Linked DNA regions of Mus musculus: all the other regions are linked to region 1. The links are chromatin contacts, called in public Hi-C, HiCAR-type, HiChIP or PLAC-seq and promoter capture Hi-C maps. All regions are on one chromosome and are shown on one strand. Each heading gives the region's core, a stretch centred on a gene start, on an enhancer-like site or on the middle of the called end of the contact. The rest is flanking DNA. Distances are from core to core; before and after follow the strand shown.

Region 1 (3,172 bases), core at 449-2,948:
TAGGATGGGTGTTGCTGATACAAAAGGGACCTCTGTGTAGTTGGTGCAACCACAGCCCTCCATTAGCATGAGTGATTTTCTGCGGTTGTTACAAACATCTCTTCTTTGGCTAGTTAAGCAGGTTTTCTGGTTCATTTTGTAAGCTGACGACAGGAGAGTTTAACATGTCCTTCGGAGGCTTGGCTATATCTGTCAGTGAATGTGCTCATGTTACCTAATAATGTTAAATCCCTTCGCAGCACCATGAGGTTAACTTCCCATTCTGAACTTTAATTCAGACTAGAAAGATAGGACATATACTATGGCTGCCAGGAAGAATTTAAAAAAATAGGAGAAGAAGAAGAAGAAGAAGAAGAAGAAGAAGAAGAAGAAGAAGAACAACAACAACAACAACAACAACAAAGAAAGAAATGAAGCCCCTTCTTTATCTAAAATGAATTTGATGTTAAACTCATTTATGTCTGATAGTCTATACTCCTGAATTGACATTTAATTCAGCCATTGAACCCTACACCATAGTAGGTTTTAGTACGGTTCCTCTTAATGACGCCCAAACTTTTTTCTATATTGTGGGAGCAAAACAAAAACATGCATAAATATAAACCTGCATATACATTATTGTCATTTTTAAGGTGCTCACCAAAAGCAACAATATTTAGGCAATTCGAATCTTCAGTTACTGGGCAAAAACACTTGATTGGCTTAGCTATTCTTTCTTCACTTCCTTCTGTAAACTTTAGCAGCAGAGTATTTGGAAAAAGATGGAATTGGGCGAGGGGGATGGGGTGAGGAGCACTAACGTTTTTTATGCAAACACGATTTTTTTTTTTTTAATTTCAAGTTAAAAGGTTTCAAACATCAAGGAAGACTGTAACTAGCATAACTGGAGTTAAGATGCTTCTGAGGCTGACCTTGGATTTGAAGGACAGGGAGACGAAGCTGAGTTAGTTTAAGTGCTGGGGAGATTCACAATTTTAGATGAAAAGAGTCCTATCTGGAAGAAGCGCTAGAGCCAGCCTTGGCCAGGAGGATTCATTCGGACACCTACGGGGCCCTGCGTCAATAAGTGGTTTCAGATCCTGCAGCTAAGGGGAGTTCGTATTTTACTGCTGGCCGGCCAGAAGACTGGCTGAAATGACAAAGAGGATCTATTTCTGTTTTAGTAGATTTAGCAAAGGGAGGGGCGTATCCAGGTCACTGGACGCACTCTCAGACAACCCTACAAATGAAATCTTGAGCATTTACACCTTTGCAAAAAGTTGCTCGCAGACGCCCTCACGGAGAGGGAAGGATCTGGAGCAGCGAAGCGCAGGCTCCAAAAATCCTGGCAGCTCCCGGGACCTATACACAGCTCTCTCATCCCCGCCCAGCTCACCGGTTTCAGGTTTCCGGGGGCGCGCAGTCAGGAGGGGGCGAGGGGCTTGGAGTCTGTTCCCTCGGAGCAGCCAATGAGCGGCGAGACCCAGCGGTGGCGCCAGTGACGTAGGTGGCGCTCCCTCCGCCCCACTGCGGGCGGACGCTGGGAGCCGACGACAGCCTGAGCTCCCGGGTGCCTAGGGCGGCGCGCGCGCGCGCGCGAGGAGCGGGGGGGAGGCAGTGCGCGTGCGCAGCCGCTCACCCCCGGGGAGGCGGGGCCGAGGAGCGGACACGCGCATGCGCGCGCCCCGGGGCGGTCGCGGGCGGAGGGGGCGGCTCCTCGAGTGTTGGCTACCCAAAGGCCGAGCGGCAGGCGGGCGGCAGGTGCCGCGGCCGGGCGCCGCTGCCTCGTCGCGCGTCCCCGCGATGAGCCTCGTCTCGCGGCCTGCCCCTGCCGGCTGCCGCTCCGCGCGGGCCTCACGGCGTGACCCGGGCCTCGTGGCGTGGCGGGCCCCCGCGGCGCGACGCGGGCCCTGAGCGGGAGCGGCGGTCCCTCCCGCGGCCCCAGGCCTCGCCCGCCAGCGCTCCTCGATGTCTCCCCGGCGGGGAGGACGCTGCCTGCGACACCCGCCGAGCGGCGCCCCCCGGAGCGCCCCGCTGCCGCCCCGCGGGGACGATGAGGGCGGAGGGCGCCGACCACTCGATGATCAACCTGTCGGTGCAGCAGGTCCTGAGCCTCTGGGCCCATGGCACGGTGCTGAGGAACCTCACGGGTAATGCGCCGGGCGGAGGGAGCGGTGGGGGACCCACTCCACGGGTGTTCGGGGCGTCCGCAAACCCGGCCCGGTGCGGGCCGCTGGAGCACGCGCGAGTCGCGCCAGTGCCCCGACTGGATCACAGTTCATGTTTCTGTCATTAACCCCCCCCCCCCCCCCCGCCTTTCCCCGTGCGCGCGCGCACGCACATACACCGCTTCTTGCAGTTTCGATCTTTTTTAGTCTTTCTTTCCTGGTTTAGCCCTTTTTCTTGCTGACAGATGTCAAACCAATTGCAGTACTCCTATTGCCTGCTCACCGTGATCACGGTGGACCGACCGTTCGTTCCTTTATTTGTTGAGAGAGAGAGAGAGATATGACTAAGTAGATAATAGCGGGGTCAGGGGCTGGACCAAGGTCTAGAGCAGTCGAAACAGTTGTCTTCTCTGCTATTTCCTTTTGTCTGGCTGTCTCCTGGCTTCAAGTTGCTGTATTTGTGAAATTGGAGAATTCTGTGTATTTCCCTTCATTAATCAATGTGATTGGGAATGGGGTTTAGCTACGTTATAGCATCAGGTTGTCAGAGTAAGCATTAGTACACATAATATGATTTCATATGCAGGTTTGCTTGTGAAGAAACTTCTGGTTTTCTCAGTGTGGAAGTGCTTAAACTCTTTTGAGTTCCGAGTTTTAAAAATAGCGTCTAAAGAGTAATATTGACTGGAAAGCAGTAGGGTCAACAGTTTGACTCCGGAGTAGCTGCTTTTGTGAAACCACAACCAAAACCCCAAACAAAAACTCAGTTCTTTAAAATGTCTTAACTCCAATTGAACGTTACTATTTCAAAATCTGTGTGATAGCAAATTAATAGTATGTAGTATACTTATAGGCAAAATCTGGCATGATACAGGGTTCATATGTTCAAGGAGAAAAATATAACGGCATTGCGTACCACCCAGATAAATTTTCAGGTTGCTTAATTCCTTACTTATGAAAACCACACCAGTAAAGGAGACCCTGGAGCCAGCAGAGGCGTCTTCTTAGTTGCATTTTTATAGTTC
Region 2 (3,172 bases), core at 482-2,981, 960 kb after region 1:
AAGTAATTTTTATAGTGTAGGTCAGACCCCCAGCTGTGCAAATGTTTCCTTCAAAGTGTGACGTCAAAGAGGTTATTTCTGATTGTTGACTCAAGATATTTTCTGTTATTATTGTATTATAAGATATTGTCTTTGGGTGAGACTGTGTGTTTACAGGTTGTGCAAACAGCTGCAGAGTTTGCCCAGACACCCTCTGCTGATGCCATGTTATGCATCTTCCTCTAATTGGGACAAGGTGTATTTCAGAAATCATTGAGGCGCTCCTAGTGCTAATAACGGAGAGAAGCCATGTGCTTAAACTGAATATTGGTTGCTTCCACTAACAGGTAGTATATGAGGGATCCCATATACAATGTGAATCAAGAACACTGGTCAGGGACTAAAGAATATGGTAAAAGACTTTGCAATGGCTTGAATTTGCATTTTAAGTCTATTACGATCCAAATGGACCTTTCTTGCATCATCTACCTGTGTCTCTTGAGAAAACACATTTTCAAATGTGTACTCTAGTCGCAGATAGCCAAGCATGATAGGCTCTTGCCCTAACTTCTTTACCAAACAGTGATGCTCGAACTAACTAGACACAGATCTCAACTGCTTCTCATTGTCCAATATTCCTATCAGGAGTCTGTAACGTACCATTGGCATCTAAGTCACCAGTGAAACAGGTAAGCAGAGAATATTGCCGGTTACTTTTCCTGCTGTGGTTGTAAAATACTCAAACAGAGCCAACTTAGTGGAGAAAGGGGTTGTCTGGGTTCATAGCCAGGGGGTATAGTCCATAGTGCTGGAGAAATCGCAGCATCAAAGGTGGAAGCAGCAGTCCACACAGCATCTACAATCATGGTGCAGAGACAGACCAAGACTGGTAATCAGCTTGCTTTGTCCTGTTTATTTAGCCCAGGACCACAATTCGTGCAACAGAAACACTCAGTTAAGGTGAGAGGACCACCTCAATTAACATAATCTAGATAACCCCTCACAGCTGCACCCCAAGGCTTCTCTCCTAGGTGACTCTACTTCTGTCAAGTCAACAATCACTACTCACCACCACAATGACTATGACCCTGAGAAAAATTCTGGGACTATATCTTTGTTTTGGTTGTGGTTTTGTCTCTGATTTTGTTTGTTTGCTTGTTTGTTTGTTTGTTTTATGGGAAGGAAAAAACAACACTTAAGTTATTTTAGGGGAAAAAAGCTGTGTAATAGATCTAGTCGTTCTTTTTCTCAACTATGTGGACAAAGCAACTTGAAGAAGAAAGGATTTGTCTGACTCACGGTTTGAGGACAGAGTTCCCCCATGGTGGGGGGAGTACAGCCTCAGGTATGGGGTGGCAGGTCACGGTGTCCCCGCAAGTAGGGACAGCGGAGCAGGTTCGCTTTTTTTTTTTATTACTGACTCTGGAACTCTGGTTCACAGGCTGTGATTCCCTTTCTTCTTTCCTCCTCAAACATCTCTTAAGAATATCCACCCCACCCCGCCCAGCCCAGCCAGAGGTTTACTTCCTAAGTGACTCTAAATCCCATCAAATTGACACTCAAGATTGATTACCAAAAAGATTTTTCAAAAATTGAAAAAAAAAAAGATGATTTAGGCAGCTTCTGTGGAAACCATGACTGTTTGTCCAGTATTTAGTCTTAAATTCCAGCCCCAGGCTATTGGCAGCTGACATGGGACAGGAGTTTTCTGAAGAACCTAAAGCAATCCCAAGGGACGTGGGTAGAAAAGGCTGTGAGTCAAGATGGGGTAAAAGTGTAACCACATGGTCACAGGATACATTGTTTCCGTGGGACTCTTCATTTCTGTGGGACTCTCTTTTTTTTTCTCCCTTGTCCAGTTTACAATGTGATCTCTGTTATGGAAGTGGCTGTATCCTGCTCACCTAGTTTCTCTACAGGAAGCTAGCAACCCTTAATTTGGAGCAGTAAAATGCCAGAAGTTGGGGTTCAAACTTTAGGCTGGAGATACCACTCAGTGGTTGAGTACTTCCCTGTCATATGTGCACGATGGGAATAATAATTATTAGAGATTTTCCCAAAGCATCAACCAATCATGGGCATCTAAGTGGAGTCCTCATCTAAGCTTGTCATCCCTCAGAGAGCTTAGTCTCCAACTAATCTCCTTTCAGAGACAAAACAAGCCTCCTAAAGAAGCTACCCCAAACATCTATATTGAGTTAGTAACTCAGACTAAAGGATGTACAGTGGTAAATTGATAATTTAAACATCATTTCTTTATTGAACTGGTTGCTATTCTACTAGGCCTAGTGAAGTTGTCAGAGTAAAAGCAATTTAAGCTATATCTGACCTGACAGAACTGACATCTAAAATAACTTTCTATGCCTTGCACACTCAAGGAGAAGTGGCTTCCACACACTGATAGCACAATTCATTTTGATCAAACTTGCAGATCTACTGCACTGAATCACAGGACAGAGGATTTTTTTTTTTTTTGACCTTTTGCCCTGTTCAGACAGACACCAAGATAAAAAAAAAAAAAAAAAAAAAAGCCCCTTTTTGATCTAACTTGAAAAAGCATTGTCAATGTCAAGAACACAGGGACTTCAGGTTGTTTATTATGCTAGAAGGAGTCCTCTGTGTTATATTGTTTATGTGGTATGAAGCGACATTGTATGCGTGTGGTCCCTTGGGGACCCTCATGAAAAGGAGATATGTTATCTCTCTGTCTATGCCCCCCCCAAATGATTAGTGCGAAGTAAATACAGCATATAAAGCCAAGCTTAGTCCCAAACCTGAGGTACATGCCCCTCCCTTCAGCTATGTTTGTCAGAAGGAGGACTACGGGATGCCACCACAACAGTGCAGGAAATATGGTAATGAGACACTAGCATTTACTGCTGGCCAGAAAGTGTGCCACCTCTTTGTCTCTTCTCAGTCTTGGTTAGAGCTTCATTTGAGTCAGGGAGGTGAGAAAGCTTCTAGAGAGGTCAGGAGAAAGCCAAGCTTTCTCTTTATGTAAAAAGAAAAGACATCATCCAATCCCTAGGCCATGTAAGGGAGATGGTTAAAAACATAGATTTAATAACCCCTTTTCTTCTCTGTTAACTGAAATGTGTAGAACTTCTGTTTTACTTTACTGTTCCAAATAGATTAGGGATTGTTTGACTCCCATAAAGAAACCAAATATTGCCAGACCTGGTGGCACACCTAT
Region 3 (3,172 bases), core at 324-2,823, 770 kb after region 1:
AAAGTAGAATATGGCTGTCCACTTAGTGCTGTTTTCAAGCAGAACCTGTTTGCCAGATTAGGAAAGGGAAACATGGCCTTCTTCCAGTTTATACTGTGTTGTCAGGGTTATCATTTGCCTTGTCATATCTACATACTGTGCTTTCTTGAGTCAGTTACTTGGTTTTCTGTGATTCAATTTTGCCTTCTAGAAAAAGGAATTTAAATATGGTGATACATGCATACGGTCCCAGAACCTGGGTGGTAGACCGCAGAGGGTCTGTTACACTGTGAGTTCTGGGCCAGAAGACTGTCTCAGAAAGCAAAACAAAATTAATCAAAATAAAACAAAACCAACAACAAAAAATTGTGCTAATCTCAGGGAGCTTTCAATTGATTAACTCTTGTGAAGTACCTGGTGCTGTCCCTGGTAGACAATAGGAGCTTAATAATGGCAAGATAAGTACCCAGCAGGACCTGTACAAATACTTAGGTTATTAGGCTGAGAATTGATATGATGTTTTCTTTAAAGGCATTGCCTGCTTTTTTCAAATCATTGATGCACTGTCTGTCTTAATGTTCTTTAGGTTATTGTTTAAAAAACAAACAAACAGTTTTCCTTTGGCTTACAGATGCTTTTGCATAGCAAGGACACGGAGCGCCCATTGTAATGGAGTTGGGCAATGAGTAAGTTTTGGGGCATGCCCCAGGAGGATATGTGCTACCTGGAAAAACACAGCATGAAAAGGGGAAGAGGAGATGGCGAATTAATATCGATATTTAACAGAGGGGGCTTGGGGGGAAGCTTTCCTGATTAGGGACAAGTTGAGAGACCTAACTAGGCAAAGACGTGAGGAACCGGGTAGCAAGCTAGTGAGAGTCTGATCCTGGGAGAAATTTTGAGGAATGCAGGTAGGTAGGTAAGTGCAAATGTCCTGAGTCCCGATCTTGTCCAATACGCAGGGACTTTCTACAAGGTCATGGCAGACGAAACAAAGTGAACAAGTGAGAGACAGGGCCCCAGTGGTGAGGGGTTAAGTTACCAGGCAATGATGTTGGGGGCCTTGAATAGATGAATATTTTATGCATTTCATAGGGAAATCAGGGTGTAGGAACTTAAACCTGGAGGCAGAGTTGCTTGTGATGGAAGGACAAGGGGAGAGTTGGTGACAGCCAAGGAAAGGGCAGAGGTGTGAGTGGTAGGGACATCTTAGGGACACTTATATTAGAGACAGTGTCTAGGAAATTCACTGAATAATTAGATGTTATAAGGTGGGAGACCAGATAAGAGGAAAGGCTCTAATGTTGTTGGGCTGAACAATTATAAAGTTGCTGTTTAACGGTTGGGGGAGGATTGATGTGGGAGTTAACCTAGGCACCTGGATTTGGATGCACGAAGTTCACTTTGCTCAACTGAAGTCAAGGCTCACAGGAACGAGGCAGGAGCAGCAGGCTGGCGTTCAGAGATTATAGCCATGTAGCTGGCTTGGCTCATTAGTTAATATGGGTAGGCAGAAAAAGGGCATTTGGAAGATGGGGTTGAGGAAGAGGAAGTAACCAAGGAGATGGGGGAAATCCTCTGTTAGGGTGGAGAAGAAATAGAGGTTCTGGAAGCCAAATGAAGGAAGTGCTTCAGTGCTTTCGGACTATTTGGACATGAAGTAATTGGAAACTGGCTTTTAGATTTCATCATAAAGAAACCTCTGGTGGATTTTATAAGAATTGTTAATGTGGAAGGGAGAGAAAAAAACCAGATCAGATTTGGGTCAAAAAAAAGAGTAGAAGAAGCACACACAATAAGAATAGATACAAATTTTGAAAGTCTTTTGAGAAATTTAGTCTCTAAAAGTTCAAAGTAAATTAAAAAGCAAAAAGCAAAGGAGGAAAGCCAAGGTGAGGGGCTGAGCAAATGGGGGACATTATAGGGCGCTCGTGTACAGTGGCAGAAATCAAACAGCAGGGCACAAGGACACTGCGAGTCACGAGAGAGGACTCAGTTCTGGTGAGGCGATGGGCCTACTGCCTGTATGCTATAGCTATGGGTTATTGTTGGGGGTAATATTAAAAAAGTCAACCCACCTTCTCTCCTGCCCCACCGTGTCCTGCTCTAGTACCAGTACTGGCCGGCCACAACACTCTCAACACAATGTGTTCTCACCATTGAGCTAATCTCATCCCAGCTATTGAGTTCATCTCGCTTCTACGCAACGCCCCACACACCCCATGATCAGCCATCTCAACACCTAGTTACCCAGTAGAAACACGACTCTTAAAGCTTAATAATCTAATCAGATTTATATAACAGTAAGTCATAATTTACATGATGACAATACAATAATTTCAGAGCCATTTGATAAAGATAAAACTTTAACCCAAATATTCTAACCTTGTGAAAATCTTAGCTACTTGTAGCTGTTTAAAACCACGGTTCGTCTGCCTCCATGTTGGCTTCTCTCCCTCCCCTCCTTCTCTCCCTGTCCCCCAAACTCCTAGCTCTGTCTCCCTTTTCCTGTCCAATCACAGGCCTGCCACTGCCCTAATGTGATTGGACAGAGAAAATCCTGCAACAGGTTATCAGTCAGCACCTACAGCCAAGGGAGAAGAGAGTAGATCCATTCACCTATGTACCAGTTAGTGGACTTCTGGTTACTATGCAAATGGTACTTTGTCCCTTAAATACTATGTAAACTATAAAGTAGGAAACGAGATACCATATTAAAAATGAATAAAGAGGGAAGGTTTAACGTTTAAGGAGACGAAGGTGAGAATGGACATCAAGGATGATGGACTCCGCAATGGTGCCTGACCCTTCAGAGTCCTCACTCTGCAAAGTCTATTTTAGGCGTACAGTCACGAGTTTAACATGGAACCAGGCAGCATTATTGCTATGGGATTTTTTTTCAATCTGTTTAGGGAATTCAGGCAGAGGTGACCCCTTTGTTACACCCCCCATCCCCCATCATTTGTGGGCCATGTAATTCTTTGCCTCTGTATAGATGAGGGAACGAGGATTTTCATGACTCCTAAAACACACTGGAGAGCTTTCCCATGAGAACACACAACACCCCCTCCCCCATTAGAATGCTATTTTTTTCTGAATGGCCATCGTGATGAGATCCCTCCCCCTCAGTAGTTACTGCAGCTATTTCTAGGACTTATGGCATATCCTCTGTGCCAGGATATAACTTATTTTA
Region 4 (3,172 bases), core at 504-3,003, 700 kb before region 1:
GGGAAGGAATTTATAGTTAGTTGGCTTGGTTTAGGCACACTCTTCTTAGTTCACTGGGAACTTATCCTGGGAATGTTAATCACTCTGCCCCACACCTCACTGGTTTGGAGAAATGTGAAGAAGGGGCACACAGACTTGCTGTGTGCTGTAGACCCAGTGTCGGCTTGGTTCTTTGGACAGCCTTGCTTGAGGCTTTCTTTCTCTTTCATGCTGATCAATTACTAGCCATTTAATAATCAGTAATGACTCTCACTCTGGGAGCGGATGAGGGCAGTGGTACCCAGAGTGACTAGTTCTTCCCGGTTTGCCTAGGATTTGCGAGGCTTAGCACTGAACACCTCATGTTCTGGGAACTCCCTCAGTCAAGGACAAAGGCAAACAGCGATACCTGGTTACCCTGAGTCTCTTTGACCCATTTCCACTCACCCATCTCTTTCCAAGGCATGTCGAAATCAAGAATTAGAATGAAAATGTAGTTCGGTTGCTAGGAGATGCACAACTCCCTGGGTTTGATCTCTAGTACTGTATATACTGGTACATGCAATCCAAGCTCTCAGCAGGTAGAGAGCGCAGGAGTTCAAGGTCATCCTTAGCTACATAGTTTCAGGCCAGACTCAGCACCTTAGATATCTCTGTTTTCTTCAGCGATGCCTTCTGTGATAACTGCTCTGTGCCTCACTGGCTGGTCAGAAAGGTTTTCTCCTGTAGCTCAGCAACTCCTGTCAGTACAGATAGGCCAGCTTCCAGACACTCGAACAAATTCTGATGGAATACGCAAATGGTGCTGCAGGCACAGTTTCACTGTCTTAGGCAAAATAAGATTTCTGGCTAGTTACGTTCATTTTAAACATTAGTGACTTCAAGTATAGCAACTTTGAAACTGAGTAAATGCTCATATTTACAAAAAAAAAAAAAACAGTGAAAGAAAAGAAAAAGAGAAGAGAGAAAGGAAAAAGGAGAGAAAAGGAAAAAATACATTATGACAATAATTTTTAAATAATCTCTGTTCCCTGGACCAGCACTTTGAAAGGAAAGCCGGTTCGATCAGCGGGGAATCAAATACTATGCTTGTACAGGAAGGACGTATCTTGCAGGCAAGTTTGTGTCAGCTATAATTTTCCCAGGGAGCAAAAGAAATGTCCGAATTTGGTGATTTGCCCAAGAACTCTGTCCTAATAAACTGTCTCAAATGACTTTTTCTGTTGTGGATTGGGTAAACTAAAAACCACTTCAGAAATTTCATAGGGTTATTAAAGTTAGAAGTTGAGCAAAAGCAACCAGCTGTCTTGTTGTGTTTCCATTTATTTGGAGATGTGCAGACAATGGGACCCTGGAGATACAGGCTTCTGGCAGCAGCTATGTTGTAAAATGTCTCGTCTCCCAGTCCGGTTGGAGCTTGGTGGAGACTTCATGCTTAGCTTGTGGGAGACAGAGATTCGGTTCCCAGTAGCAGTACTGTAAAACAAACAAACAAACCAACCCAATTAACCGGACCTTCCGTCTGTGGGTCTGGGAACCAGTTGGAAGTAGCTGATGTGAGAAGAGACCCAAAGAGCACTCAGATTTAGACCTAGATAGAGCTGGGGAGACCTGTCTCATGGATTTGCAACTTTTGGTTGTTGTTTTCTCCCAAGGAGCTGGCAGAGATCAGATAAAGGTTGTTTCAAAAGACAAAAAGTTACTTATGCTGTTCTTTGACATGGAACTAAATAGACACTTATAAAACATAGGGTTGAGGTTTCCTGTTCTCTGCTGGGTTTGTTTTTGGCTTAGGTAGAGTTACAGCTGGCAAAAGGAGCAATCGCAGCTACCCAGCAGGGCTGCCTAAGGAAGCAGAAAAGTGCTTCAGAAAGAGCAAGTTAGGCAGGCGGGATTATAGAGGGAGAAGACCCAGGTGGCTTTTCACACAGATGCCATCATTGTTCTAGACCCTTTGCCTTTGAAATTGGAAGCCTTAGCTGAGCCATGCAGGCACACAGCTCTTGTAATTGGTGGGAGGAGGGGCCAATCAAGAGAATCACGAGTTCAGGGCCAGCCTCTACAACATAGTAAAGTCCAAGTCCAGACTAGGCCAAAAGAGATCCTGTCTCAAAAAAATATACGCCCCGCAGCCCAATTAAATTTAATAATGGAGAAACTAAGGCACATTGAGGGCAGCGAATGTTCTCAGGATATCAGGATACACAATTGTGTCACTGTACCGTGCTAGCCTATTTCAATCATGTAAGAGGCCTATAAGACTAATCGTATTATGAAAGTTGCATATGTATGTGTGTTTTGCTTGCATAGGTGCTTCTGTACCTCATACATGGTACCAGAAGAGGCCGTTAACCCCTTGGTTCTGGAGTTACAAGTAGTTGTGGGTTGCCATATGGGCACTGGGAATAGAACCTGGGTCCCTTGGAAAAGCAGTGAGTGCTCTCAACCACTACTGAGCCATCTCTCCAAGCCCATCCAAATGTTGTTTTTTTGTTTTGTTTTGGTTTTTTGTTTTTTGGGTTTTTGTGTGTGTGTGTGTGTGTGTGTGTGTGTTTTGTGGTGTTTTTGTTTTTGTTTTTGTTTTTCCAGACAGGGTTTCTCTGTGTAGCCCTGGCTGTCCTGGAACACATTTTGTAGGCCAGGCTGGCCTCAAACTCAGAAATCTGCCTGCCTTTGACTCCTGAGTGCTGGGATTAAAGGCGCCACTATGCTTGGCTCCCAACTATGTTTTTAATATTTCCATCTTTAGAAGAACTAAAAAGGAAACCAAGGCAGACACAGACATCAAGCATAATGGTAGCATTGGACTCTGCCCTGATACGTCCAGGGCTAGCCAAACAAACATGTCCACTCTTGAGTCTTTCGGTCACCCCCTTAGAAACCAGGGAGTGCATATGCAAGTGCTTTTGTGCACACGGGCCAATTTAATCCCCACCATGCACATGGCGGCCTCTGCTATCTGCATCCTACAGAGGAGGAACTTGAGGTTAAAAGCGTCAGTTACTTGTCAAAACTGTTCATCCACCCAGCACTGTACGCTGTCAAATGAGCTTCCCTCTGGTTATGTAAGGATGATCAAGGTTTCCAGCACCTTGTGCCTTCATGCGGGGGGGGGGGGGGGGGGATGTAGATGCTAACAGTGGATGTCAGGGGCATTCAAATGGCAGTATGCAGCCTACGAGAGTAAAATAAA
Region 5 (3,172 bases), core at 459-2,958, 700 kb after region 1:
GGGGTGGGATGAGCTGGCTTCCTGTTGGGGCCCAGGTCTAGGGGCAGTTGTCACCTCCTGGCCCCCACCCTCAGGGGTTGGGCTGAGGTAAGCAAAGCAGAGGCAGAGGCTTACCAGTGGCCCTGGGCCTCGGGTGTGGGTGTGGGAGGGATGCTGGTTCCTGCTTCTTCAATGTCTCCAGCTCTTAGTCCAGAGTCTCCTAAGGGACAGAGTTCTTAGTGACCTAAAGCTGCTGCTGCTGCTGCTGCTGCTGCTGCTGTGTCTCCCCTACTGAGATTCCCAGAGAGGTCACTAGGCCTAAGCATGTCTCTGTCCACAGCGTGGGTATTGCTATCAAGTCTGCCTTTTGATTGTAGAGGTGAAGAAATAAATGGTTGCATGGACTGGATTGAGTCTATTTTGGCCTCTACTCCCAGGGAAAACTGAAGTCAAACAAGACGGGATGAAGAAGGGACCTTTGTGGTAGCATCCTAGGGAAACCACTCTGCGTGGATCCTGTGTGTTGTTTCCAGCTTATGGGCATTCCGGGAGCTTGTTGAAAAAAGCCAACGTGTTTTCTGTGTGTTTTGCTTTATTCATGAAGACATGTTGTCACTTGTGCCTTAATAACCCATGGACACCTGGGGGAGGGAGTCTTTCATGGTAAAATAGACAGGAAACTGTTTGGAAAATGTAAACACGTTATTAAAGGGTGAGGTATGATCTGATGCACATATTCAGCATCGGCAGTCCTTCCCTCCCCACACCCCCCTTGTAGCTTTCTAATCAAGCACAGACCGCAGGTTTGCCCGAGTAAAGAAGCAAAGTGATGTGGAGGAGACTCTGGAAAGTCGGGGAAGGGAATAATGGAATGCCCTGAAGCCACCTCTCTTTAGTATGTGAGGCGCCCCTTCTCTGCCTGGCCACAGCTTGTTACTAATCATTTAGAAGCCGAGGCTTTAGTTGTTTTATCTTATTAAAGCATAAGCCCCTGCAGCTCTCCATCTCCCCCTGGCGGTCGTCTCTGCCATTTCTCAAGATCCTTCGCGATAGCAGCAATTCCCAGGGAGAGGCTGGGCACAAGAAATATTGGAGGGCGAGTGTGTGTGTGTGTGTGTGTGTGTGTGTGTGTGTGTGTGTGTGTACGTGTACTTCTGATCGGCGATACTAGGGAGATAAGGATGTACCTGACAAAACCACATTGTTGTTGTTATCATTATTATTTAGTTTTCCTTCCTTGCTAACTCCTGACGGAATCTTTCTCACCTCAAATGCGAAGTACTTTAGTTTAGAAAAGACTTGGTGGAAGGGGTGGTGGTGGAAAAGTAGGGTGATCTTCCAAACTAATCTGGTTCCCCGCCCGCCCCAGTAGCTGGGATTCAAGAGCGAAGAGTGGGGATCGTCCCCTTGTTTGATCAGAAAGACATAAAAGGAAAATCAAGTGAACAATGATCAGCCCCACCTCCACCCCACCCCCCTGCGCGCGCACAATACAATCTATTTAATTGTACTTCATACTTTTCATTCCAATGGGGTGACTTTGCTTCTGGAGAAACTCTTGATTCTTGAACTCTGGGGCTGGCAGCTAGCAAAAGGGGAAGCGGGCTGCTGCTCTCTGCAGGTTCTGCAGCGGTCTCTGTCTAGTGGGTGTTTTCTTTTTCTTAGCCCTGCCCCTGGATTGTCAGACGGCGGGCGTCTGCCTCTGAAGTTAGCCGTGATTTCCTCTAGAGCCGGGTCTTATCTCTGGCTGCACGTTGCCTGTGGGTGACTAATCACACAATAACATTGTTTAGGGCTGGAATAAAGTCAGAGCTGTTTACCCCCACTCTATAGGGGTTCAATATAAAAAGGCGGCGGAGAACTGTCCGAGTCAGAAGCGTTCCTGCACCGGCGCTGAGAGCCTGACCCGGTCTGCTCCGCTGTCCTTGCGCGCTGCCTCCCGGCTGCCCGCGACGCTTTCGCCCCAGTGGAAGGGCCACTTGCTGAGGACCGCGCTGAGATCTAAAAAAAAAACAAAAAACAAAAAACAAAAAAACCCAGAGGCGATCAGAGCGACCAGACACCGTCCTCTTCGTTTTGCATTGAGTTCCATTTGCAACCGAGTTTTCTTTTTTTCCTTTTTCCCCACTCTTCTGACCCCTTTGCAGAATGGATTATTTTCCCGTGATCTTCTCTCTGCTGTTCGTGACTTTCCAAGGAGCTCCAGAAACAGGTAGGCGCCACTTGCGAATCTTTCTACTTCAGCGCAGCGCAGTTATCGCTTCTGTTTTCCACTTTTCTTTCTTTCTTTTCTTTCATTCTTTCCTTTTTATTTATTTTTTTAATTACTGAAGCTCCAGCAGCAAGTGCCTTACAATTAATTAACTTCTGTGTGAAGCGAAAGAAATAAAACCCCTGTTTGAATACAACTGACTACAACCGAGTATCGCATAGCTTCAAAATAACGTTGTAGCAGTACAGCTGAAGCAAAAATCTATTTTGAAATAAGTGTGTTTAGGGTTGCACGGTTCATTTAGGGGCTTATTCAAACGTTGTCTTGATAGTGCGCTAATGTGTAAAATATTGAAACACTCCAACTTAAAGCCAAGGAATTTTATTCGGGTCATGCAGGCACACCGTGAGCAGGGAAATCACCTGCCGATCAACCATGCGCTGAATAACCCCGCAGGCGGTTTCAGGGCGAAGCACATGCTTTCTTTAAAATTTGTCACTATTGACTTAAGGTTTCATTTGGCAGGTTTTTGGCATCTTCAAACACTGTGAGCTCTATTGCAGTTGTATTCACCTGTCCTGGGAGGGGAGCCGGGATCATTCCTGCCTGATTAAGGAATTAGACAGTACGGGCCACAGCTGGTTCTTTTCTCCTCCCATCCTGTTTTTTGAGGGTCAGTGCCCTCTTTTTGTCTTTTCATGACCCTAAGCAAAGAGAAAGGATGTCAAAAGGGTGAAAGCCCTGGAATGTGTCTGATCGTTTGGAATGAACAAAATCGAGCAGATAAACTGCGCGGCGATGCTGTGTTGGGCCAGAGGGAGGTGTCAAGTCCCACAGCAAGCTGTGCTGCCCAAAGATTCTGAATTCTGAACCCACGGGGTACTTTCCCTGGGTTCCCTGAGCAGCTGTACCTTCTCTTCCGTCAGTGGCAACTTGTCTCCCACCTGAAGTGAATATTGTAAAGTTAGTTTCTTTTCGGTG
Region 6 (3,172 bases), core at 454-2,953, 650 kb after region 1:
TCATGTGTAGACAACATTGATACAGTTGCTTAGAAGCTGAATTAAAATTCAAAGCTGTAAGTCTCATATTGGCAATTCAGCAAGCCCGTGTTGTATAAAGGTGGCCATCTGCTCTCCTCCAGCCAAGCTCAGCAGAAGGTGACAAGAGAGAAGATGGCTTCAGGGAGGGCACATGCTTCAGAGTATCACAGCAAGTGGGAGAGCCAGAGCCCCTAGGTGACATTATACAAAGATATTCTTCCCAGGATTTGGGATGAAGGCCTATCTGAAAGGCAAGCCACTTTTCTTTCCACTTTCTAACCATTGGATCTGACCATCCTCAAAAACAAATACTTATAAACTGATTCTCACTTTTCTATCTCAGTGGGATAAATGGTTGTCTGCAGTTCGTCCTGTGCCTATGGTATTCTTGGTACCTTGATTCCTATGGTGTTGTATCACAAAGGTATCAACACTTTGATACCAAAGTTGCCAAGATATTGATACCAAAATCATAGGTATCAACATATTGATACCTATGGTGTTGTATCAGAAAGCCTGTATAAGTCCCGAGCTTCCTAAGAGCATTCATAGACAGACTTATGCCTAATGGAGACCAAAGAATATCACCCCCAAACTTGAACTTCTTATTAGATGTGTGAAGTTGTTGAAACTGTTTCTGTTTTCTTTTGTGTAACAGGGGTTGAATTGTTGTATACATTGAAATAAAGTACACACACACACACACACAGAGTAAAAGGACTGATACAATTACCCTTGGTCGTCTGTTTTTCTCTTTCTCTCTCTCTCTCTCTCTCTCTCTCTCTCTCTCTCTCTCTCTCTCTCTCTCTCTCTCTCTCTCAGTGGAAGAGGTGAGGATCCGGCAACACTGGTGGGTGCTGTTATTCATGGGAAATAATGGAACTTTATCTTGTTCTGTTAGAACAAAATCTGATGTCTGGAATGCAGATGTGATGGTTGGATGGGGTCCTGTTCTGTGCTGCAGATGCTGCAATATTGTGTAGAAAGCACTAGACACTCAGACTGTGATGGAGCCATGGAGCCACCCTGGAGCATTCTCATCTATGTGAGTAGTTGTGCAAACCAGTTCAAAGCTACTTTTATTCTGAATTTTCAATCATTAGTTGAGTCTACTCATAATCAGGAAGATATTTTCACTGTGGACAGTGCAGAATGCCCATTCCTAAGCCTTTAGGGATCATGGTGAGAGAGACACACTGTTAATAAAATTGGAAAATTGATTAAAGATATTTGTAAAGGCACAGCTGCATTTTCACTTGAAGCTCATCACTGCTCCACGATCAGTGGTGCTAAGGGACAATTGCTCATTTGCTACCTTCTAAGTGAAACCTCATTTAGAATTGGAACCAGTTTCTTCTTCTTCTTTGCATAGGAGACAGTTGCCTAAGTGACTCTTTTTTGAAGACTCCATCATGACTTCCACTCTCTCTTAAGTGCTCTCTCTAGCAAATTGCCCCAGCATACACAGCTAGTGCATATTAACTCAGTGTGCCAAAGAAAACAAAGTTGGAGTAGTGGAAATTTCTCCTGCAACAGCCATTCCACACTGTTCGAGGTGAACTGCACCTATCTTTACAGCTTTTCCATATAAGCCTTCCGAGAAGGAAGTTAAACCACAGCCCCATTAGGTAAATGACTGTGCACTAATGCAACTTATTTGGAATGAGGAAGAAAAGGGCACAGCGTTGAGAGGATTTCCTCAATAGCATATTTGTCTTTGTTGCAAAGCAACAAGTAGGACCCAGGCTATAGTCTGACCAGAGTTGGTCCACCTAGATACCAAAGGCTTTCACGGGGTGTGGGATAGCTCGAGCTGTTGAAGGGATTGTTCAAGAGAAGGTGCAATTCTATGACCAGGCTGACCTGGTGAATGGCTAACTCAGAGAAAGGGAATGGTCATTCACCAAAGCACAGGAAAATATGACTTAAACTGAGCCGTTGTGTGAGCTCAGAGTCTGCGGCTGTCTAATAGCCTGCAGTAGGAGGTGGTGTGGAAAATAAGGGAGACTGTGAGCTTTGGGGTCAAATTGCTTTGATTCCAACTCATCTTTCTGCACAGCATTAGGTAGGTGGTTTTATTCTTTGTGCCTCGGTCTTTAAATCTGTCAGATGGGGCTCTCTATGTTAACCCTTCAGACATTGTTGTCATGTGAGTTTTTGGTAAACATATGGTGTCTCATAGCGTACACAGCTTAGTTGTGGGTGTTAAACTATAAGTCATGCCTTTTAAATAATTCTATTTTTAATTTAAGTGTTATTGTGTATGCATGCGTGTGTGTGTGTGTGTGTGTGTGTGTGTGTGTGTGTGTGAGAGAGAGAGAGAGAGAGAGAGAGATGTGTGAATGAGCACAGGTATTCATGTGACAATCAGGGGACAACTTCCTGGAATTCATTCTCTTCTACCTTGGCGAGGGTTCCTGGAAGCAAACTCAGGACAGGGCTTTAGAAACAAGTACATTTACTCCATGAGCCCTAACTCACATCTTTAAAAAATATATATATATGTGTATATCTTTTGCTTTTTTTGAGGCAAGGTCTCACTATTTAGCCTTAGCTGGTCTGAAACTCTCAGTGTAGAGCAAACTGACCTTGAACTCAGAGAAATCTGCCTGCCCCTGTTTCATGGGTGCTGGCATTAAAGGTGTGTACCACCATGCCTATCTCTAATGTATCTTTTAAGGGCGTTAGGTAGGTGCTAATGAAATATTCTGAGATGAGGTTGGCCCCTGTTTGCATGCCTTGAATCTATGCTCACTTTGCCACTTGCCCTGGCTCTGTCTTTCCCTGTCCAAACATGCTTTGACTACTATGACCTTCTGCTTCCCCAGCCCTCCTTGTGACCTGCATATAATGTTTTCTCTCGATGACATTGCCCCACTTGCCCATTCTTTTCCAGTGAAGGATCTCTCCAGACCATTTTCTGGTACATTCTTGAGCACTCTACATACTTGCTTTATTAAGTATTTACAGTCATAGTGATTCATTCATTTATAAATATCCCTGCCTTTGTTGAAGGACTGCTTGTTAGTTTGAATGAGATTGCCTCCTGCCTTCCTTAGAGGCTCATATGTTTGAACAGTTGATCCTTAGCTGGTGGAATGTTTTTGGAAGGATTAGAAGGTGTGGCCTTGCTGGAGAAGGTGTGTCACTG
Region 7 (3,172 bases), core at 170-2,669, 540 kb after region 1:
TGGAGAGACTGTTCAGCTCCTGACAACCTGCCACAGAGGAACAGAAAGGCCAGGGACTTCTCTTTGTGAAGACCTGTTCCACAGTATTACAGTCTGATTATGAACCCATTAGTTGGTCAATCCCCTGAAGAAGTCTTGAGTCCTCACGATCAGTCCAGCTAACTCTCCAAAGTTCCACCTCTGAGCACAATTGCCTTGGGGTCAGGACTCTGGGCCCCTGAGTCTGAGGACACTCTGCATCTACAGTCTACCCTGGGCTCTCGCTCTCCGGCACACCCTGGCTTCTCTGTAGCTTTGTAGCCAGTAGGGGCAGGTCGAATCTTCTAGCCCAGTCTCTTACCTGACTGCTGGTTAGCCAGAGACTCTGCTGTGAAGTTTGAAAGGATCTCACTGTAATTCAGGGTAATTTCTTCATTCCAAAGTCCATGACCTCATCAGGCCAGCACAGCCTCTTTAGCACTTAAAGAAACCTGCACACTTGTTCCAGGTATCAGGGAGGTCACATTTTGCTGGCCATTGTTTTGCTTCCCACATGGCTATGCTCATGAGAGCATCTTTAAGGTGGTGGACTTCAAAGCAGAGCAGTAATGCCAGCCATCTTAGGATTCCTTTCCCGTTACACTTCCAGATCTTATATATAAGCTTAGATTCAGGTTAACGGGCTCAGCGTTTCAGTACAGGTCTCCTGACAGGGAAGTTTCGGATTAAGTCTTTGTTTTGCCTTCGTATGTATGGGAGTGCTGTAGATGCACGTATATATTCATGTGTGTGCATTGCGTGTATGTACTGGGGGCAGGCACTGACACTGGTTTCTTCCTGAGTTATTCTTGTTTTCTGAGACAGTTTTTTTTTTTTTTTTTTTTTTTCACACACCAAGCATGGAGCTCAGGATTCTGCAAGGCTAGCCAACTAGCCCAGGAGTCCTCCTGTCTCCACTTTGCCTGGTGCTAAGATCACAGACATGCACTGTCACACTGTCCCCTCCCCTCCCCTCCCCTGTGTTCCTCTTGCCTCCTCTCCTCCTCTCTTCTTTTTTCTTGAGTGTGGCTTCGGGGGATCCAGGCTGCATGTGTGCGTGCTCCGCCCCTTCCTAACAGGGCCGCATCTCTGTCCTCTGCTGTAGCTTTGTTGGTGAGCGCTGAATTGCTTCTCAATACAGCATTTTAGGCTGGCAGTTTAGTCTTCTTTAAGTGGTGTAAGAGTGAAGTAGATAAGAGGTTGGAAAGATAGGTGAGATTTAAGCAGCCGCCACCACATTACCATTACTTGATCATATATTCCTGGTTAATATTTCTTGATCATCTTCCTGGAGGGAAGGAAGAGCTTGGCAGTGAAGTGTTGTGGCTTCCTGTGCCTACTGTGTAAATCCCCACCTCTCCTGCTTTGTATTCAGGGCTGAGGATCAGCTGCTGGCAGAATACCTTTCCCACTGTGCCTTCCTCTCACTCTGCTGGTCTGTGTGCAGCCTGGTTTGCATGCTGTTCCCCATGTGTGTTTTAAACGCGTTTTTTGCACACCACGTTCATGAAACCTCCTTGACTTGAAAGTGCTTCCTTCTGCTCCCTGCCCAGGACTGAGTCAGAGATGTGCCACCTACGTGAACGTGTCTTCATTCCCGATAGTCAGTTGTCTTTGTCCTCCCTAGCTTCCTGATTATACATCCTCTTTGTTATGCATTTGATTGCCTAGTTCTCTGTCTTGTGGCTTCAGTCTCCTCCTCTGTCCTGAGGAGAGCTTCCTGTCTGCACACACACTCAGCCTCTCACCCTGAGAAATCGCCCTTCTCCCCTGTTAGTAATATCTGGGCTTTGCCCTTCCTGTCCAGCTTCCCAGGGAGAGATCCAGCTTAGCTGGGCCCTGAGCTCAGCCCCCCTCCCCACACTAGCCCCGTGGCTGAGGTGGATTTGGCCCCTGGGTCCCACTGACCATGCTTTCAGACCTGAGCCCATCCTCCCCATTCCTATGCCACAAGCCTGGTCGCTCTCCTTAATGCCATCGTGTGTGTTTAACACCCTGGGCCACAGGAGTGCCCAGGTTCTTCACTGTCATGGGTGTCGTTGCATCTTTCCAGGTCCTACCTTGTTGATTCCCACTCCTAGCTTAGCCTTAAGTCTAGCAATTACCCAGGCCTCTAATATCAGGCCTCTTTTCCTCTCCACAGCATGTTTTCTTTGGCTGGTCACTTGTTTACCTTTACAAAAAACAGCCCTCACTGTGCATTCCCAGATATCTGCCTCTTAGCCTAGACCTCTCTCTAGGGACAGAAAAGAATGTGCCTGTATACTTCATGTATCACAATTTTCAGCTTGCCGTGCCATCGTAGTAATTATTTTAAACGGTTCTGTAGTGTTACGTTAACTGCACTGCCATCATTAGCCTGGCCATCTTCCTGCTGACAATGACTGGTCCTCACTGTCCACCTGTGGTCCACAGTCCCACACACGCATGGGGAAGTGAGCGTCTGTGGTTGCCAAGTAAAGGGCCCCCCTCCCCTCTCAAACCAGCTCAGTGCTCCCATATAAAGCCAGGAAACCTTTGTAGAACTTCTGGAAAACTATTCTTAAGCCTTGTGCTTTGCCTCTGTTAAGAGTACTACCATCACTACTAGAACTGCTGACAGCTTTTCAGTCTGACACAGCCCTGGAAGAAGCTCGGAGTCCCCCTCTGCACAGCACCATCACCTGATCCCCTCCCGAGCACCTCTCATAGAGATCCAGCAGAATCAAGAAGGAATGGGTGGTGCAACTTCAAAAAGGCCTGGCGTGTGTCCTTGAGTGACTGGACTGCCCTTCCATATTCTCAGCCAGAGAAAGACAGGGAGAACATGAAAGATAGGAATCAATATGGCAGAAACTGAGTGTGACCATGAACACCAAAGTTAATGACGTCATAAATATTATTAACAAGAGCTCGAACTTAAGAGAATGAAATGAGATAAAATGGGGGTGGGCTGGCAGTGGGAGGAGATTTATGTGATACACACATCGTAGAGGGAAACAGTTCCATAAGTTGTCCTCTGAACTCTGCATGCTTCATGACATATAGACTGTCACACACCCAGATGGATATATATGCATGCATACATACATACATATATACATACATAAAATAAATACAATAAATTAAGAAAAGAGTGGTTGGGAAGATGGCTCTGTGGACACAGTGCTTGCTC

Evidence for each region. Promoter capture Hi-C pulls out the DNA fragments that hold promoters and counts their contacts. A called contact is a pair of places that touch in the nucleus more often than the background predicts. HiCAR-type assays count read pairs that join an accessible place to other places. HiChIP or PLAC-seq counts read pairs in DNA pulled down with a chosen protein or histone mark.
Region 2: a promoter capture Hi-C map of liver shows a contact between it and region 1, with 2.8 times the contacts expected there. The contact joins the enhancer-like site here to the promoter of Tmem170b in region 1. A contact is called at or near these places in 8 of 39 promoter capture datasets (the 3T3-L1 cell line, 3T3-L1-derived adipocytes, embryonic stem cells and 4 more).
Region 3: a contact with region 1 is called in an H3K4me3 HiChIP or PLAC-seq map of bone marrow-derived macrophages, with 6 times the contacts expected there. The contact joins the enhancer-like site here to the promoter of Tmem170b in region 1. A contact is called at or near these places in 1 of 39 promoter capture datasets (the 3T3-L1 cell line), 2 of 115 datasets of contacts at active chromatin or transcription factors (bone marrow-derived macrophages and microglia) and 1 of 9 other capture datasets (macrophages).
Region 4: a Hi-C map of embryonic stem cells shows a contact between it and region 1, with 5 times the contacts expected there. The contact joins the enhancer-like site here to the promoter of Tmem170b in region 1. A contact is called at or near these places in 1 of 39 promoter capture datasets (3T3-L1-derived adipocytes), 1 of 484 Hi-C or Micro-C datasets (embryonic stem cells), 1 of 115 datasets of contacts at active chromatin or transcription factors (pancreatic cancer cells) and 1 of 9 other capture datasets (adipose tissue).
Region 5: a promoter capture Hi-C map of embryonic stem cells shows a contact between it and region 1, with 4 times the contacts expected there. The contact joins the promoter of Edn1 here to the promoter of Tmem170b in region 1. A contact is called at or near these places in 11 of 39 promoter capture datasets (the 3T3-L1 cell line, cranial neural crest, embryonic stem cells and 6 more), 1 of 484 Hi-C or Micro-C datasets (forebrain) and 8 of 115 datasets of contacts at active chromatin or transcription factors (acute myeloid leukemia, astrocytes, bone marrow-derived macrophages and 4 more).
Region 6: a contact with region 1 is called in an H3K4me3 HiChIP or PLAC-seq map of bone marrow-derived macrophages, with 5 times the contacts expected there. The contact joins the enhancer-like site here to the promoter of Tmem170b in region 1. A contact is called at or near these places in 4 of 39 promoter capture datasets (the 3T3-L1 cell line, hematopoietic stem and progenitor cells and liver) and 5 of 115 datasets of contacts at active chromatin or transcription factors (bone marrow-derived macrophages, embryonic forebrain, forebrain and 1 more).
Region 7: a HiCAR-type map of astrocytes shows a contact between it and region 1, with 2.1 times the contacts expected there. The contact joins the enhancer-like site here to the promoter of Tmem170b in region 1. A contact is called at or near these places in 5 of 115 datasets of contacts at active chromatin or transcription factors (astrocytes, bone marrow-derived macrophages, microglia and 1 more) and 1 of 9 other capture datasets (adipose tissue).

The regions. Positions count from the first base shown.
Region 1 is chr13:41,604,184-41,607,355 of GRCm38.p6, forward strand. Tmem170b (transmembrane protein 170B) reads left to right here and starts at 1,699. Exons shown (of 3, transcript NM_001163572.2): 1 at 1,699-2,129. The coding sequence starts at 2,033. Gm32184 (a long non-coding RNA gene) reads right to left here and starts at 1,893. Exons shown (of 3, transcript XR_382252.4): 1 at 1,376-1,893.
Region 2 is chr13:42,559,925-42,563,096 of GRCm38.p6, forward strand. No RefSeq gene overlaps it. Among named protein-coding and RNA genes, the nearest start is that of Phactr1, 120 kb to the right of the region's middle. Within about 2 kb of position 1,732, at least 7 of the 459 cell types and tissues checked have an H3K27ac peak or open chromatin away from gene starts, as enhancers often do.
Region 3 is chr13:42,370,833-42,374,004 of GRCm38.p6, forward strand. No RefSeq gene overlaps it. Among named protein-coding and RNA genes, the nearest start is that of Gm32833, 31 kb to the right of the region's middle. Within about 2 kb of position 1,574, at least 4 of the 459 cell types and tissues checked have an H3K27ac peak or open chromatin away from gene starts, as enhancers often do. A contact at or near this core is called in bone marrow-derived macrophages, where this site is marked.
Region 4 is chr13:40,906,283-40,909,454 of GRCm38.p6, forward strand. All of the region lies in intron 1 of Gcnt2 (glucosaminyl (N-acetyl) transferase 2, I-branching enzyme), which reads left to right. It overlaps Gm31683 (a long non-coding RNA gene), which reads right to left. Exons shown (of 3, transcript XR_382246.4): 2 at 427-1,455. Among named protein-coding and RNA genes, the nearest start is that of Gm31683, 9.9 kb to the right of the region's middle. Within about 2 kb of position 1,754, at least 63 of the 459 cell types and tissues checked have an H3K27ac peak or open chromatin away from gene starts, as enhancers often do. A contact at or near this core is called in adipose tissue and embryonic stem cells, where this site is marked.
Region 5 is chr13:42,299,768-42,302,939 of GRCm38.p6, forward strand. It overlaps Edn1 (endothelin 1), which reads left to right and starts at 1,709. Exons shown (of 5, transcript NM_010104.4): 1 at 1,709-2,191. The coding sequence starts at 2,128.
Region 6 is chr13:42,252,363-42,255,534 of GRCm38.p6, forward strand. No RefSeq gene overlaps it. Among named protein-coding and RNA genes, the nearest start is that of Edn1, 48 kb to the right of the region's middle. Within about 2 kb of position 1,704, at least 19 of the 459 cell types and tissues checked have an H3K27ac peak or open chromatin away from gene starts, as enhancers often do. A contact at or near this core is called in bone marrow-derived macrophages, where this site is marked.
Region 7 is chr13:42,148,487-42,151,658 of GRCm38.p6, forward strand. The region is part of intron 3 of Hivep1 (human immunodeficiency virus type I enhancer binding protein 1); the gene reads left to right. Among named protein-coding and RNA genes, the nearest start is that of Gm32778, 37 kb to the right of the region's middle. Within about 2 kb of position 1,420, at least 82 of the 459 cell types and tissues checked have an H3K27ac peak or open chromatin away from gene starts, as enhancers often do. A contact at or near this core is called in astrocytes and bone marrow-derived macrophages, where this site is marked.